Regions from separate parts of the Mus musculus genome. Here region 2 is linked to region 1. A link is a contact called in public HiCAR-type data. All regions are on one chromosome and are shown on one strand. The core of a region is the stretch at or near the end of the contact, and the rest is flanking DNA. Distances in the headings are between cores, read along the strand shown.

Region 1 (2,700 bases), core at 181-2,680:
GTTTCAGAGAGGCCATGACATAAGCCTTCAGAGTATAATATATTATTCCCATTTGCAGAAGGAGAAATGGAGGCAGGGTGACACTGAGTTGTTAGGGAAAGAGAGAGGTTTGGTTCTTATTTTTTCTGATTCCTGAATCCTGTTCCTCCTCCTCCTCTTCTTCTTCCTCCTCCTCCTTCCTCTTTCCTCCTTCCTCTGCTAGTTTCCCCTTCACCTTCTTTCTCCTCTGTTCCTCTTCTTTTACCCCCTTTGTTGGTTAGAAGTACCAGACAGTGTCCTATTCTGTCACATGGCCCTTTCCGTTTGTAGCAAGAAGGCCCAGGGTTCCTGTGAATCATTTCCTTCAAGACCATCAAGATCTGCAAAACACTTAGTAAATAATACAGAAAGGAATGGAAGGAACTCAGAATGTCTTGTTATCACTACTGATATTGCTGCTATTGTCCAGAAACACTATCACAGGGCAGCACTATTGCCCTGAACAACCTCTGAGGGGCAGAAGCTGCCCTCTAGCCTCATCCTTGAAGTTGAGGAAGAGAAGTTGATAATTCTGATGTTGAGAACTACAACAGAGCCACCACCATTTCTTCTGTGAATGTGAGAACCAAGGAAGTTCATTTGCTTTTGTATGTTTGTTCGGGGATATAGTTATTTTGTTGTTGTTGTTGTTGTTTGGTTTTGTTTGGTTTGGTTTTTTTTGAGAATCTCATACATGATAACAATATGTTTTTTAAACCAACCCATCCTACTCCCTCCCCTCCAATTTTTTTTACACCACTTCTCTCATCCAATTTCATGTACTCTCTTTTTTATTCCACTGAGTCCATTGAGTGCTGTTAGCGTGTGCATGTGCACAAGACCATACTCTGTAATATGAACAAGTTACCAGGGGTCTTATCCCTGAACAAACTGACTCTTCCTCTCCCCATAGCCATCAACTTCCAACAGCTCCTCAGCTGTGGATGGGACTCCATGGACCCTTCCCCTGCTCCCCCTAGAATTCTGGCTGCCTTGAATTTACAAAGCTCTTATGCATACAGCCATAACTGCCGTGGACTCCATGTACAATGGCCCTGTCATTCTAGAAAGCAGTATTGTGTTCTTCACAACCTCTGGGTCTTCCAATCACTCTATACTGTCAATGTTACCATTTGCTCCCATTTTACAGATGACATAATCAAGGCTTAAAGAAGCTACATAACTTGTTAAAGCCATTTAATCTATACATGATATGATTAAAATCTGAGTGCTCCGAGCATCTGAGCCCTACTGACCACAGGATAGTATTTCATGTTGCTAACTTGCTCTGTGAATACAAGCAAGATGCTTCTCCCTGGGTGGCAATTCTCCACCTCTCAGGGCTTTTACAGCTTCAGCAGGCAGAAGAAAGCCAGTGGAGATTCCCCAGGAAGCCAGCTTCTCCCAGCCTGGGCACACTGCCCACCTTTTCCTTGCATATGAATTCACTCCTGACTGCCAGGGCAGCTCTCAGACTCATCTGAACATGCAAATCAGAATTAATTATTCAAGACCAGGCTTACTTTGCATACCAATTCCATTTTCTTCTGGGTGGGAAGGTTCTCACCCCTTTTAACAGTTTAGAATAATGTGTATCAGACTCAAAAATGAAAACAAAAGTCAAAAAAAAAAACTGGCAAGAAAGGAGAAGCCAATTTCTTTTGCTGCTTGTACTTCCCCTGCAGGGCTCCACTGTAACTGACTGAGAATCAGGAAGGAAGAGGTCCCTATAGGCTGGGGTGACAGACCAGATACTTCTGGAATTTTCTAGACCATGAGCATCTGAAGATTTGGCAAATTTTAGAGTCCCTCCCCTAGAAAAGCTACAAATACAAAATGTGGCATAGAGTTTTAGTGTGTCCCTGAGGCCCTCAAGTTCAGGCATAAAGCCCTGGCTACATCTGGAATGTATGGGACCAGAGCCAGCTGAAGAAGGTACATATGCATACTGGGCATGTGGGTAGCATTTGCCAGAGAAAGGCAAGATGCCTGAGGAGTTCACAGTTCATCTGTTTCAAAAATTATATTACCTTGCTGATAGCAAGGTGGGCAAAAGCGTGTCTCAGAGCCCTTGAATGGTTCACCTTAGACCATGTGCTCAAATCCAGTCTTAGAGATGTCTGAAGGTACCTTCCTTTGAAAGACATAAAAATGGTATTACCAAATTACCCCCATTTATATGAACACAATACTAAAAATAACCACATACAAATGAATAGAAGCAAAACAAACTTTTCTTGGAGTAATGTTATTTTGTTAAGATTTATTTTATTTTTAATTTATATGTGTGTACATGGGGTGGGGGGAGGCACCGAGGCCTTAAAGAGCAATTGGGTTCCTTGGATCTAGAGTTCCAGGTGTTCATGAGCTACCGGGTGTGGATGCTGGGAACCAAATTCAGGTCCCCTGGAGGAGCAGTGAGCACTCTTTACTGCTGAGGCTCATCTCCAGCCCCTGAAGTTATCTTTGAATGCTATTAAGAGTAGATCTGATTTTTCTTTTGGGTGATCAAGTTTCTCTCTAACTTGTTGGTGTTGTTATTGTTGTTGTTGTTGTTGAAAACTTCTGTCTTCTAGTGAAAAGCAATCACATAAAGTTGATATCAAGAGTATGTGGATGGCTGGACGGTGGTGGTGCATGCCTTTAATCCCAGCACTTGGGAGGCAGAGGCAGGCAGATTTC
Region 2 (2,700 bases), core at 171-2,670, 970 kb before region 1:
GTGTGTGTGTGTGTGTGTGTGTGTGTGTGTGTATGTGTGTGTTTAAAGTATCTTGCACCTTTCAGTTTAGTTTTTCTTTTATTTGGAACTATTTTTCTTATGATAATATATTAAGGATTTGGGTGCTTAATTTAATGTTAACTCTAAAAGGCACACCGAATAAATACTTACAAGAGAATCTTACTACACGGATACCTAGAAACTCTCCCTGGCCCTGCAGTTGCAGAATTCCCGTGGCGAGGGCATTCTCCACATGCCCACCATTATCTGATGTAATGAAAAGAGAAAGTGTGCAGCAGCGAGATTGTTAATTAATTTAGCCTAACAAGATGAAGACGAATGAAGCAGAGCACAGGATGAATGAAGGAAGAGGTCTTATTTACAATGTAATACATTTTTATATAATACAGATTTTACTTGGTTTAAAAATAGATCCCCCCAATACTATGAACAAAATCAATCCCCACCCCACCATTCCACATGGAGCTCCTGGCCTGACCTCACAGAAAGCAAGCCAGGGCTCCATATGGAAGACACTTCTCCAATGTGTAAACAGGGCTTTTCTTCTGCTAAGAATCCTACAGTAGTTAACCTTTAACTCCAGGGTTTTATTATTCCTGCTGCAGACAGAGGTGAGCACAAGCACAGAGACCTGGAAGCTTTTAGGTCTCTTGTCCTCCAGGTTGCCCCAGACATGCCGTCTCTGTTGTTTAATAATCATTTTATTTTAATTGTCTTTCACTAAAGGCAGGAATCTCAAGGGCTGGGGGGTGGGGTGGGCAGGGAGGAAAAGCTGTGTGCTTCTTACTTGCAGTTACACAGGGTTCTTAGACTCGCATTATTTTAAAGTCCCCCCTTCAGAGAGTAATGAGCTTTCTCCGGGATCTGACCTTTCGTCATTCCTGCTTTCTGCTCAGAAGTACTTCCTTCCTTCCTACTGTAGCTAGAAAAGACAGTCTCTTATCTCGAGTTACTGTAGGCAGTGGTGACAGGACTCCACAAATGGTGGTATTATGATCACTGTGTTTTTATCTCAGGGGTCAGGAACAAATGCATGCAACTGCTTCTAAGGATTTCAATAAATAGGACTTTTTTTTTTTTAGTCCAGACAATCGCCTTTTATGTTACTTTTAAACAAAGCTACTAGTCCATCAAGAGTTTGAAAAGAAAACAATTCCACAGAGTGCCGGTATGGCCACAGACCAATCATCATGGCACCCATTCTCAAGTCCTTTATTTTTCAAGTCCACAACAATAGGTTGTTGATTCAATGGACAAGACCAGAACAATTAAGTTCTCTGTTTAGCAGCAGTGCAGCATTTTAATGCCCTTCTCTAATAATGCTCTCATTATTGTTATTCTAAGACTGGGCCTCAGGAGGAGGAATATTTGCTGGAGGTACGTCATTATTTTGCAAATTTCGATTAGCTCATCATGTTGTCTGTAGTGTGAAAATCGTAGCTAATTAGGGCAGCCAGTTAGACGACCAGCTTTTGAGCTTATGAGTTAAAAGGTAGCATACTTGATAGGCCAGCGATGTGAAAAAGGTGGTAAAAAGGAGGATTAGAGCAGTTGCCTTAGTAACTCCAACTTCCATCTGGGAGGGAACAATGGACTTGTGTTTCTCCCCCACCTTGGTGTAAAAATTGGTTTTGTTTTGAAAGGACAGGGTTCTTTTTATGACAATCTGGAATTCAGCCCAACTGAGTGCAGTTTTAGTTGTTAGGAGAGACCATTGGGATAGGAAAGATGAAAAGGTCATGGTGAGCCTCAAGGACATGAAAGGTCGTTGTCTGGGGAAACAATGGTAGATTGTGTTCTTTTTTCTCCCTCTCTCTAATATTTCAAGCCAGCCAGCCCCTAAGTCAGGTGATGGGACAAATACCTACAGTTTAGTCAGGTGAAACAGGAGGAGGGGAGGATTTGGGGGAGAGAATTTGTACTATGCCAAAGAAAGAAAGGAAGAAAGAAGGAAAGAGAAAAAGAAAGAAAGAAAGAAAGAAAGAAAGGAAGAAAGAAAGAAGAAAAGAAAAGAAAGAAAAGAAAAGAGAAGGGAAAGGGCTGTCCCCAACCTGCTTCAGTTGAGAGAGTAGTATTTCTTTGTCACCGTCCTGAGATCCCAGTGTGCTCTGGATGGGTTGCCTCTGGGCCAGCACATCTCTGGGAACCTCTCCAGCGTGTGGAGCTTGATTTAAGCTTTCTCTTCGAGCTCCCGGAGGACCAGTGATGTGATACTTAACAATAAATTTAGTTGTTGTCGCTTTCTTGCATTATTGGTACCCTTAAAAGGTTTTCCTTAAAATGCACACAGAATAAAATGAATGATAAATATGAAAGAAATTTGTCTCCGCACTCCACAGGGTTTTACCATAAATTCTATGACTTCCATCACAGAAAGTTTACAGGAAACTGTTTAGATGTTGCTGCAATAGCAGTTCAATTTTTTTATGTACGTAAGAAAATGCCACAATTTTAGGATCTACTAGGGCTTTGTATATGGGGATGGTGATAGAAAAAGACTGAATACAGCACCATTTCTTTAAAATCCTCAAAGCCAAATCACCCTTCCCAGGGTCACAATACTTGTAGTTCAGTGAAATGAATGACTTCTCTTTTCCTTCTATATTAGTCTCTCTCTCTCTCTCTCTCTCTCTCTCTCTCTCTCTCTCTCTCTCTCTCCCTCTCCCTCTCCCTCTCCCT

Evidence for each region. HiCAR-type assays count read pairs that join an accessible place to other places.
Region 2: a HiCAR-type map of astrocytes shows a contact between it and region 1, with 4 times the contacts expected there. The contact joins two enhancer-like sites. A contact is called at or near these places in 1 of 115 datasets of contacts at active chromatin or transcription factors (astrocytes) and 1 of 9 other capture datasets (embryonic stem cells).

The regions. Positions count from the first base shown.
Region 1 is chr7:114,891,816-114,894,515 of GRCm38.p6, reverse strand. No RefSeq gene overlaps it. Among named protein-coding and RNA genes, the nearest start is that of A730082K24Rik, 55 kb to the left of the region's middle. Within about 2 kb of position 1,430, at least 28 of the 459 cell types and tissues checked have an H3K27ac peak or open chromatin away from gene starts, as enhancers often do. A contact at or near this core is called in astrocytes, where this site is marked.
Region 2 is chr7:115,864,886-115,867,585 of GRCm38.p6, reverse strand. The region is part of intron 2 of Sox6 (SRY (sex determining region Y)-box 6); the gene reads left to right. Among named protein-coding and RNA genes, the nearest start is that of Sox6os, 170 kb to the left of the region's middle. Within about 2 kb of position 1,420, at least 65 of the 459 cell types and tissues checked have an H3K27ac peak or open chromatin away from gene starts, as enhancers often do. A contact at or near this core is called in astrocytes, where this site is marked.